2 separate regions of the Drosophila melanogaster genome follow, and region 2 is linked to region 1. Evidence: chromatin contacts called from public Hi-C data. All regions are on one chromosome and are shown on one strand. The core of a region is the stretch at or near the end of the contact, and the rest is flanking DNA. Distances in the headings are between cores, read along the strand shown.

What was found. A called contact is a pair of places that touch in the nucleus more often than the background predicts.
Region 2: a Hi-C map of the Kc167 cell line shows a contact between it and region 1, with 2.3 times the contacts expected there. The contact joins the promoter of Ids here to the promoter of lncRNA:CR43883 in region 1. A contact is called at or near these places in 2 of 107 Hi-C or Micro-C datasets (both in the Kc167 cell line) and 1 of 6 datasets of contacts at active chromatin or transcription factors (the Kc167 cell line).

The regions. Positions count from the first base shown.
Region 1 is chr3L:818,448-823,869 of dm6, reverse strand. It overlaps lncRNA:CR43883 (long non-coding RNA:CR43883), which reads right to left and starts at 3,111. Exons shown (of 1, transcript NR_073908.2): 1 at 2,358-3,111.
Region 2 is chr3L:3,374,637-3,379,930 of dm6, reverse strand. Ids (Iduronate 2-sulfatase) reads right to left here and starts at 1,663. Exons shown (of 4, transcript NM_139557.2): 1 at 1,443-1,663; 2 at 360-1,380; 3 at 135-308; 4 at 1-67. The coding sequence starts at 1,646. CG12012 reads right to left here and starts at 3,174. Exons shown (of 2, transcript NM_001300000.1): 1 at 2,984-3,174; 2 at 1,939-2,932. The coding sequence starts at 3,050. The coding sequence ends at 2,631. CG12010 reads right to left here. Exons shown (of 3, transcript NM_168030.2): 1 at 4,755-5,294; 2 at 3,897-4,697; 3 at 3,282-3,840. The coding sequence ends at 3,344.

The DNA.
Region 1 (5,422 bases), core at 1,862-4,361:
TGCTTTTGCGGCTTTTATTTTGTGGTTCTTGGGAGCTGACCCCATTCAATGTCATTAACTCGGCCCAAGGTCTGTTTGCTTTTTTCAGCTAGCCAGCCCCGCAGACGTTGGCAATTTCGCATAATTGGCTGAAAATTATGAAATGCTACGAGGAGGGACGAACCAATCGCTGGCTCCTCGTTGCGGTGGCATCTTCATTTCACTCGCTGCCTGGTGAACTCCAATGAACTCTCTCTCTCTTTAGCAGCCTGCACTTGGAGAAATTCCCTTACATATTCTTCTTTCTATGGTTCTTTGTTCTTAATGCGATCCGAAATTTCTGTCAGTACCTGTTCTTTGGCCAGCCTGTCAGCGGCTCGTCCAACTGTTCGCCCCCAGGCCAAAATCCGATCTTCATGGGATCGGACTGCTCGACTTCCTTTCACCGGCGAACTCAACTGTAAACGTTCCAGTCACTTAGTCAACAATCTGTTGCATCTAATTGTCTCTGCAACAAATTACTCAATTCCAGTTGAATGCTAAAAGGAGATCGGCACTCAGAATCCCATCCAGATGCAGATGGAGACGACGAGAATGGCAACGAGATCCCAACGACGACCGGCTGGTCGGTCAACAGGTTTGACATAATTTTCACTTTAGTTTGTTTTTAAAAGCACACATTTGCACGCAGCTGAGGGATCGCCATACGATCCGCATCCGATCCCCGAGAGCGGATCACAGCGAGGACGATAATGATAATGATGATGACGCTGCGCCGAGTAACTCAATCGCAAAATCCCACATGGTCACCAGCTCCACATCCCCATTCCATTCCATTCACGATGAGTCAAACGGGCACTTTAGTGGGCGTGGCGCACTTCCGCAAGTAATTTGCTGCGGTTCTGGCGAGGATCATCGGGGCGGTGGTCTTATAATGGAACATTTTAATGCTGAAACCGATGCTTAAAATCAAAGTCATAAAAGCAAAAAGTGTGGCACAGTGGATGGGATTGATTATCATTTATGCAGCACAAAATTGATATATTTGTAACATTTCCAACAAAAAACCACAAATATTGGCCTAATTAACATGAAATTCCTTAACCCTTTCGATACCAAATAAAAATTTAAAATTAGGTTACTTGTGAGCACTTCCAGTGCCATCGTACTGCGATGATGGGGACAATAATGGTGCTGTCGAGAGTGCAGTTGCCACAGTCGCAAGATAAATATACTAAAGGTAACTTGATCAGTGGCACACGGAGATCATCAGCACAGAACACGAAACATGGCCCAGATGGAAGCGATGGAAGCGATGGAAACGATGGAACTGGCTGCCTGGTTAATGGAGGAGGGTAAAAACTTGCCAACGGAGACACGTCAACAATGAGGCATAAAAACGGGAGCACAGTCGCATGCAACATAATTGAAAGCAATTTGTGGTCCTGAATCTGAGTCTCTGTGTCTTCCGTCCCCAGATCTTTGGGATCCCGGGCACCAGCGTCGGCATAAACATTACATTGATTGCCATTGCCCCACACTAGCTGCTCACTTCACCCAATCCCCCAACCAGCTAGTCCGTCCGTCCATCCATCCGTTCATTCATTCACTCATTCACTCACTTGCCCAGCCAGTCACTCACTCACTCGTTCACTCCATCAGTCACACGTGTTGTTTGTCGATCTGGAGCATGAGGATCGCACACTTGGGCACCGAGAAAAACAACTACTATATAGTATACTATTCATAAGATATAAGATATATATACACATTTCAAGATCTTCTAGTTTCAATTGTGATCTTTGGCTTTTTTCAGTGCATGACTGCATGAAATCAGATATCTTATGTTTAATTCACAATCCCCAGTTGTGTGCAGAGTTTTTTCTCAGTGCATAGCTACATGAAATCACCAGAAGGTGAACGGCTGTTCGACTTCGAGCGGAAGTCGCTTAGTTCCGGCGCAAGGCAGCCCCATTCTTGCAGTCCATCCTCACTTTCCTGCCACCTGAGGCGCTCGTTCTCAGTTCCAGAGGCAAAGATCTTGGGTCCCATGACTGGATGGGGTTGTGTCGACTGTTACGCAACTGTGGCAATGTCTTTGATTTGTATCTCTGACGCGGTGGTCGCCGCTACTTCCAAAAAGTAATTGCAAACAGCTGAGCAGCATGTGCGGCCAGTTGGTTTTCCGTTTTGGAATTGCCTTTCCCAAAATTCCTGAATTGTGCAATTTTTGATTGTTAGTGCTCTATTTTCGAGTTGCCCCATGTGATTACAAATATTTCGTGGAACTGTGTTTTTTTCAGTTCGCTTTTATTTTATTTGAACTTATGATTTCCTTAGTTTTCATTATGAAAATAAAAATTAAGCCCAACTCAATTACCAAAATGAATTAAATGTAATTTGCAAATCATTTGACCACGACAAATGGCAATCTGTGAACCATTAAATTCAGGGTCGAATCCGTGACGAATTCACTCCTTGTTGCCGCTTGCCATCGCATTTTTGGGGTCATTTCGCTCCAGATAAGCTCCGCTGAGCAATCAACATGGGGCTTTTGGATATATGTACATATGTATGAGCACTGTACACTCATTTTATGTGTGATATACATACATACATGCAGTCGAGGCTTAATCATTGTTGAAGTGATGTTCTTGCTTCAGAAGGAAACTCCGCAGAGCTGAAACTGCACAGTTGGCTGCACCTCGTTGCCAATGCAAATATATGTTGTTAAAATTAATTTAGAGAATTTCTTCACATTTTCCTTAAGCATTCCTCTTCCTCTTTTTTTTTCAGTGCACTGCGAATGTCATCTCCACGCATTTTTGCCCACTTAGCATTTAAGTTGCGGACTTGAACGGCGAACACAAGGCGAACTGCAGTGGGGCTGAACTAAAATCCAGGTGGAGCAAGTTGTGTGATCTTTGGCTTGGATCGAACAGCTGTTGCCCATGTTAATGCTAATGCCAAATCACGCATACGCCTCGTTGTGCGGCCAAGCGTGGCAAATCGGCTGTGTTTGCTTAGGTGGCCGTCGCGATTGCGATGCCCCAGCAATTCAAGTGCAGTGCCCATCAATAAAGTGAAATTTGTTGAATGGCTGCGGAGCTTCTGCCACTGGTGGCACTGGGTGCCACTGGGTGCCACTGAATGCGGCACGGTATCCACATACTTGTATTTATTTTCATCAGCAGCAGCTGAGCCGCAGCAACCGGACGCACGTGTTCATTTTCATTTGGCGCAGAGAACGCAACAATGATAAACAGCCGCAGCTGTGCACTTGGAGAAAAGTCGGTTAGGAATGGGGAGGAAAAAATGCTTATGTTTATGCTTAGATATGATCCAAAAAGTAACCCACTTTCATGCAACCTTATAGATAGAAAGTCAGTTTAATGTGTTGATTTCTTTTTTATGAATATATATAATATATAAGTTTTTTTCTTTCAGTGCTGGCAGAATCTTTGTAGACGGGGCTCAGCGGAAGACGACCAGCAACTGCGGAAATTATTCATTCAAACTGCTTGACTGCGTCGGTCGAGCGGCTGTTTTCACTGGGTTTTTTTTTTCATATTCAATGCTGAAGAAATTTGAAATTCATACAAATTGCAGGGCGCAGCAACAAAGGCTTCGACTGCGGGTTCAGTGGCGGGGACGGGGGAAGGGGGTGTTGTGGAGCCACCCATGCAGCTCCACAATGTCCGGCAGTTGCGATAGTAACTACAACTGCGGCAACTGTCCGTCAAAAAGTCAGCGAAGCGCGGAGGAGCAAAAACGCAACGCTTTTGTTTGGCTTTGGCCCCTAATAATTATTGCTGCCCCCTTTTTTTTTTTGGTTTTTCGGTTTCTATGTTAACAATTGCATAACACAAAGGCCCAGATGAAAGCTTCGTGCTGGAAGCCCCAAGCTTTCTCCTTCACTCCAGTCCACTTCAATCCAATCCAATTCATCAAGATCGGTTTTTTTTGGGGGGGCATTATGGGAGTGAAACAAAAGCGAGCGAACTTGGCTCGTCTTTCACACAGGTGTGCTCAATCAATCAACATGAGATCACATTAAACCGGAGGGCAACAATGGCCACGATAATCACACTCAGCTGGACCGAGTCCAAGTCCCCCAAAAATACAGTCGAGTTTCGCTAAGTTGGACTTTTCAAGGAATAAGAAGGTCACAAGATTTAACTACTTAACTTCCATCGAGGCTCACCTGACCGATACTTGAAATATCATTTCTGTTCGCTTTGGCCATGCTTCACTGTAATCAATTTTTTTTTTGGAGCTACGCACCCGCAACGTGGTCCATGGTCCACGCACATGTGTGTTGATAGCTTTTGTTGCCCTCTTTTTATATAATGTAACTGCTTGGCTTGGGCTTGTGGCTCATTAAGACCCTAACATTCAATGACCATTTGTGGCCACCTCGAGTGATTTGGGGGGATTTGTAACATTCCACACTTAATTAGCGGACCTCCGAGCGGCGGTTGAAAGAGTTGTACGCGGGCACAGACATTTTCGACTTTGTTTTCTTTATGGCCAAAAGTGTACGAAACATGGGAGAAAAGTCGAGATTGCCGAGGCTGTGAGTCATTAACTTGGCTAACATGGACAGCAGGAAGTGGGACTATTAGACCTCAAAAATAACTATATCAAATCAGTATAAGTTATGCGAGTGGAATATTCTTTAAAAATATAGTAAGTACCAATATGTAGACTATAGGCACCCATCAGGCACCGCCTGTCACTCGATTTCCATATGAAAGTAATCATCCGTTTCCCCACTCCAGCTTGCCCCTCTTCGCCAGCCGAAGGGAGTGGCATCCACATGAAAGAGCCGAAAAGCCGCAAGTCAATATTTGTCGCAGCGCTGAGCAATTTTAATTGGATATTTGTCGGAGCCCCTCTGCAAAAGCCACAAGTCAGAAAGCGCGACAAGTGTCCATATTCTGTGTGTTAGCGTTAAGCCAAATTAGCATATGAATAAACTTTCGGGCGGCACTGTGCCCGAGTGTTTTGGCCCCGCTCGCATGGATTGGACTTGGACCTGGTTTCTTTTTTTTTCGGCTCGGGTGTCCCACTGTAGAAGGCGGCACGGCTGTCTACATCAAAGGCGGACCACACCGAATCGCAGGCAGGGGGGGTTCAGCATGTGCACTTTAACGCACATGAAACTGATCCCAAATTGGAGGTCACGTAGTCGTCCGCGGCAATGGCCAGTGCGGCACACTCGCAGAAAAGAAATCCAGACACTCGAGGTCCACTTTCGTTGCCCAGAGCTACGAATGAGTAATTAGCCAAGTTGATGCCGCAAAGCAAGAGATATTCATAATTTGGATACTTTAAGTCGAAGTGAAAATTGTGAAAATGATCTTCCCGGCTAATTGTTGTAATTTTATAAAGGGGGGAGAATTTATATAAAATATAGAAACAATATGCAACTACTGAGTAG
Region 2 (5,294 bases), core at 414-2,913, 2.6 Mb before region 1:
AGGTTCAATTCCTCGCCCGAATCCAGGCGGTGGTCGTACAACTCCTCGCCATACACATCGTGCCAATCTGAAGGGAGTTATATTTAATATATAATTAATATGGTTATTAATTGAATCTATTGATATTCTCTTACCTCTGCTAAAGTTTTGCGCATGGAACCTCACCCACATGGTATACCTATATATATCGGTTCTGAGACTATAGCCCATGATTTTTATATTCCTTAACTTCGGCTTGTCGCTGTTCGGGTGCTTTGTGGGCAGCATTCCTGGTCTTGGGTACTGACTGAGAGCCACGTGCTCATCCGCTGGAAGTGATTGCATTAAATACATTATATATCACATACAAAGCAACTTACCCCTTCCCAATCCCATCAGCTGATGGTAAAGACTTTTTCCCTCGCCACAGGTCAACTCCTGAGAGCTCTGGCATTTGTCCAATTTGGGTAATCCTGCCAGATCCACCAAAGTGGGGAAAACATCAAGGAGTTCTGTGATCCCGTGATAGTACTTCGTTTGGGCGACAGGGAACTGTGGACTTCTTATGATCAGTGGAACCCTGAGCGCCACCTCGAAGTTGCTGTACTTGGCCCACTCGGCGTGCTCACCCAGAGACCAGCCATGATCCCCCAGAGCGACCACCACCGTCTCATCCAGATCCAATCCCCCAATCAACTTGCCAAACAGATCATCCACATAGGACACCGAGGCGTAGTAGCTCTGTCGTATCTGAGCAGCCTGGAGTGGGGATATCGGTCCGTAGGGAAAGGATATGTTGGAGTGCTTGAAGTCATCCCTGGCCCGCACATCTGTGTAAGGATTCCAGGCCACTGCCGGCATATCCGGCGGCTTCAGGCTATCCTCCGTGTAATTGTAAAACTGGGAAAGGTTGAATCTCGAAAGGAATTGCCGTGGGAACCGGAAATTAATGTGCGGCTTGTGGAAGCCCATGGCCAGAAAAAATGGTTCCTGGCTGTGCCTGCTCCGTGAGCCCACAAAGCGCAATGCCTCCGCCACGGACTCGATGTCCGGCAGCGTTTTGTACGGCTGAGTTTGTAGCTCCACTGGACAGATGAGATTCTTCCGCAGAATGCCCTCCTTATCGGGACACACTGGCGAGTTCATAAACTGCTCGGTTCGGGGACGAAATGCTGGAGCCGACCAACTAAGGGGATAGTCATCCGTGTTGTTGGATGAGAGGCCAGGATGGAAGACCTTTCCACAGCTATAGGTGTAATATCCGTGCTCCTTGAAGTACTGCGGCAAAGTGGTGAAATTTCCGGTGAAAGTGCGCCAGTAACTGTAGAAATCGTACAGATGCAGAGTATCCGGTCTTCGACCCGTGAGCAGCGAATTCCGGCTGGGTGCACACAGGGATTGCTAAAGATTCAATATATATGTGTTTTATTAGGTCCGCACATCAATGATCACAGGCTGCCCACCTGGCTGTAAACTCTTGTAAAGATGTGACTTCCTCTAGCAAAGTTATCCAAATACGGCGTGCTGGCCAGCGTATCGCCATAAGCTCCAATAACTGGACGCAGATCATCAAAGATCACCATCACCACATTCGGCCGTCGTGGCGGAGCAGCTGCGTCCAGCAGCACTGGCATCATCAGCGAGAGCAGGAGACGAGCAGTGATCATGTCTACGGCGAAGGAAGCTCACAACTGTTGACTCGAAGATGCCGACACGGCGGATGTGGATGCCGGCGAATTTGTTGTGCTACCCTGTGCCCATGAAATCTGATAAGGGGGTATATCAGCGGCTCATACATTTGGTTTTATAAAAATTTTGAAAATCAAGTAATCTATATATATTCAAAAATTCAAATATCTAAAATATGGCGTTTTGAAGGGTTTTTCTTTTAATCTCCTGATGCATTTGAAGGGTATATTTATGTCATTCCCAAATTCATTTAAAACACTTCACTTGTTTACTGTTTTGCGCGGTAAAGTCCAAAGAGCATGGAGAAGAGAAATCGGACGGGCGGCGCAATTCAAAACCGCCCTCCATTATATTTCAATTGAATTTAACGGAAGCGCGCCTCGTCGACGCTTACAGTGCACATTTTACAAGTACAGTAAAAGTTCTATAATCACGAAATGCAACAGTGGGTCAAATTATTCACAAATCAAGAACTAATGAAGTTTTGTACAACCTAGTTCATATCTAAAACCGTCCAAGTCATTATATCTGCGTACCATTACTCTAAGATATAATAAACATGTTGTAAACCTTTTATTTAAATATATAAATATTTTTTCTTTTGTTTGCAGTTTAAAACTTATGTTACTTAAAATCCTTGTAAAAAGCCAAATCACTATTCAATTGGAAAACATGTTCAACTGATTTTTTTTAGCATTTTTTTCATAACTGGGCTTACTGATTTGAATTCGAGTTTAGCATATTTCACTGTACATGACCATTCTCCGGACAGGGACTGGAATGGAATCGGGGGCATTCCGCAGGCTGGCATGAATAATATTTACACATAGTATATAATGATTTGCGAGCTAACGATTAACAATAACAAAAATATTGGTGCTTTGTGATAGTCACCCACCGCGAAAGCCTAATAGGGATCAACTTTTAGCGTTTCTTTATGGATAATTTCTGGGTAATCCCCTCTAGAAAACCGTTCCGCAGTTGGAACAGCGCTTCTCACGCATGGCCAAGCAACAGAGAATTCCCAGCGGGAAGAAGAAGATTGCGCAGCACAGTCCGCAGGCGGAGAAGGTGTCCTCCAGGTATCCAATCCGACATGCAGGGCATCCTCCAATCACGATGATCTCGGTGGGCATAGCGACCGGAGCAGGCTGAATCACCACGCTGACCGGCGTCGTCTCGAAAGCTCCGTAGGTTGGCATGTGCATGTTTGGTGGCGGAGCACTAGGTGCTCCCTGATGCACGCCCACTATCAGCCGGGAATCTAAAAAAGATGTGCATTGAATTGGATGCCTTTAGTGAGCCTATTACTTACCCTGCGAGGGACTGTTCATGACTTCTTCGTAGCTCGGCGGCGCGGCGTCTTTACGGGTATCTGCCATTGTGGCCGGAAAGCTTTTTTTTGTGACTCACTGCTTCTTGTTATGAAAATAGTCTAGGCTTTTTTACTACGTTTAATTGCGTTAACTTTTTCTCTGCGTTTTCTTTGTTTTGCCGCAATCAGTTATCGTTGCAACAGCTGACTGCGACTATTCTATCGATTGGTAATCGTGGTCGCGGGAGTACATATCGTAAATCAGTAGTTTGAATTTGAGCAAAGAATTCTACGATTTAACATCTTAAAATACATTTATTTATGCAAAACTAACAAATGCAACTGCACATACATCTTGTTCTATAAGAACCTATAAGCAAACTTATAGTAGCCATCTATTTGGCTTTGAGTGAGCGAGGATTTCTGCTTGGTCAGAACTTTTTCAAAGTCTTGTAGCTCAATTTCCGTGGCCTTAAAGTCACGTTGAAAAGCCTCGATAGCCGCCTCATTGCAGAGATTACACAGATCCGCTCCAGAATACCGGTCTGTTCGGGCAGCAATCTCCTGGAGAAACACATTTTCATGGAAAGGCATGCGCTGGGAGTGGAGTTTTAGCAGAGCCAGGCGGGATTTCTCATCTGGGGCTGGTACATGGATAAGCTTGTCAAAGCGTCCTGGTCGCAGTAGGGCATCATCGATCATATCCGGTCGATTGGTGGCTGCAACGACAAGTATATGTTGCTGACTACCACCCCCCACAATGCCATTCATTTCGGTCAACAGCGTGGAGAGAATCCTCAGCTGAACTTGTCCACCACCTCCGCCACTTGAGACCGTCCTTCTGCCAACAAGCGAATCTATAAAATTAAGTGGATTAATCATTTTTATGGCAAATTAAGCTTATCCGACTCACCTATCTCATCTAGAAATATAAGACAGGGTGCATTTTTTCGCGCTGTGTCAAAGATTCGCGATATAAATCTTTCCGCGCAACCGACGTAGGGAGAGTACACCTCCGCCGCCGACGTAGCAATGAAGGTCATGTCAGCTTCCTTGGCCAGGCACTTGGCTACGGTGGTCTTGGCACATCCTGGAGGTCCATAGAGCAGCACTCCTTTGGGCAAACTTAGTCCGAATCGAGCAAAAGCGGCACTTTGTCTTATACCCGCTAGAACGGAGACTTGCAAGGTACGTTTCAGTGCTTCCATGCCTCCGATAACCTCAAACCCAGCCGTCATCTTCGAGACCCGCACATCTGTGGATCGAGATGCACTCGGTTGAGTTTGTGACAGGGATTTGAGGAAAATGTGCTCTATGTCGAAGTCGTCTTTTGTTAAGAGTTGCTGTTGAACGCGGCGCAGGAGTAGTGTTAAATCCGCTATCACATATCCCTGAGTGTTTCTCGCTATATGCTCGAGTAAAGTCTGTGAGATATTCAGCTCGTGTACTTCGCAGAGATGCTCTACGAGTTGTCTGCGCTGCCCTTCGCTGGGCATATTAATGGTCACCTCTCGGACGAACCGCCTGCGCGCATGTTCATGCAAGGAGTCCGGGACACCAGAAGTTGCCAGACATATGATGCCTCGAGGAAGTGCGTCTAGCAGTTTGTAGAGCTCAGCTGAAATTCGTAGGCTATTGCTAGAGTTTTTTGCATCTGCGACAGCCGTTGAGGGGCAGAGCAGCTCCAGATCCTCAATGAGGATTACAATTGGCACTATAAATATAAAACTAATTAATATTTCAAACGTAAAACAAACACTGTGAAAATTACATAATGGACGTAGTTTCTCCTTGAAAGTCTGAGCAGCCTGAAAGATCCTCCTCAACTCCTCTTCGGTTTCGCCGGGATATGAGCGCAGCACCTGGCTGGCTGTAATGTAAAAACAGTTGCAGCTATGACGACGCAGGAACTCACTGAGTAGACCACTTTTTCCACAGTCCACCGGACCCACAACCAATGCTGTAGTAGGAAATCTATGCGAAAAGCTGATTTTAGAGGTTTCCAGGAGCTTCTCCAACTGCTCCATGGGTCGCTCGAAGCTGTGTGGCAAATACTTGAAGATAAAATCTAAAGAAAAGGGCATTCCCAGGCGTATGTCCGCCAGGAGTAGCTCAGCATCGTGGGCTATTTCAAAACACTCGTCATCAGCAACTCCTGGAGCATCGAATATCTCCACACTGGCAATGCCCAGCTGCACAAGGCGTCTGTGCTGCACGGAGCATCCTTTGGTAAGCTTCAGGTGGCGCAGGAAGATTCGCACATCGTCCTTCAGATCCTCCAGGGAAACCGGAGGTCGCTGAAGGAGCTCCT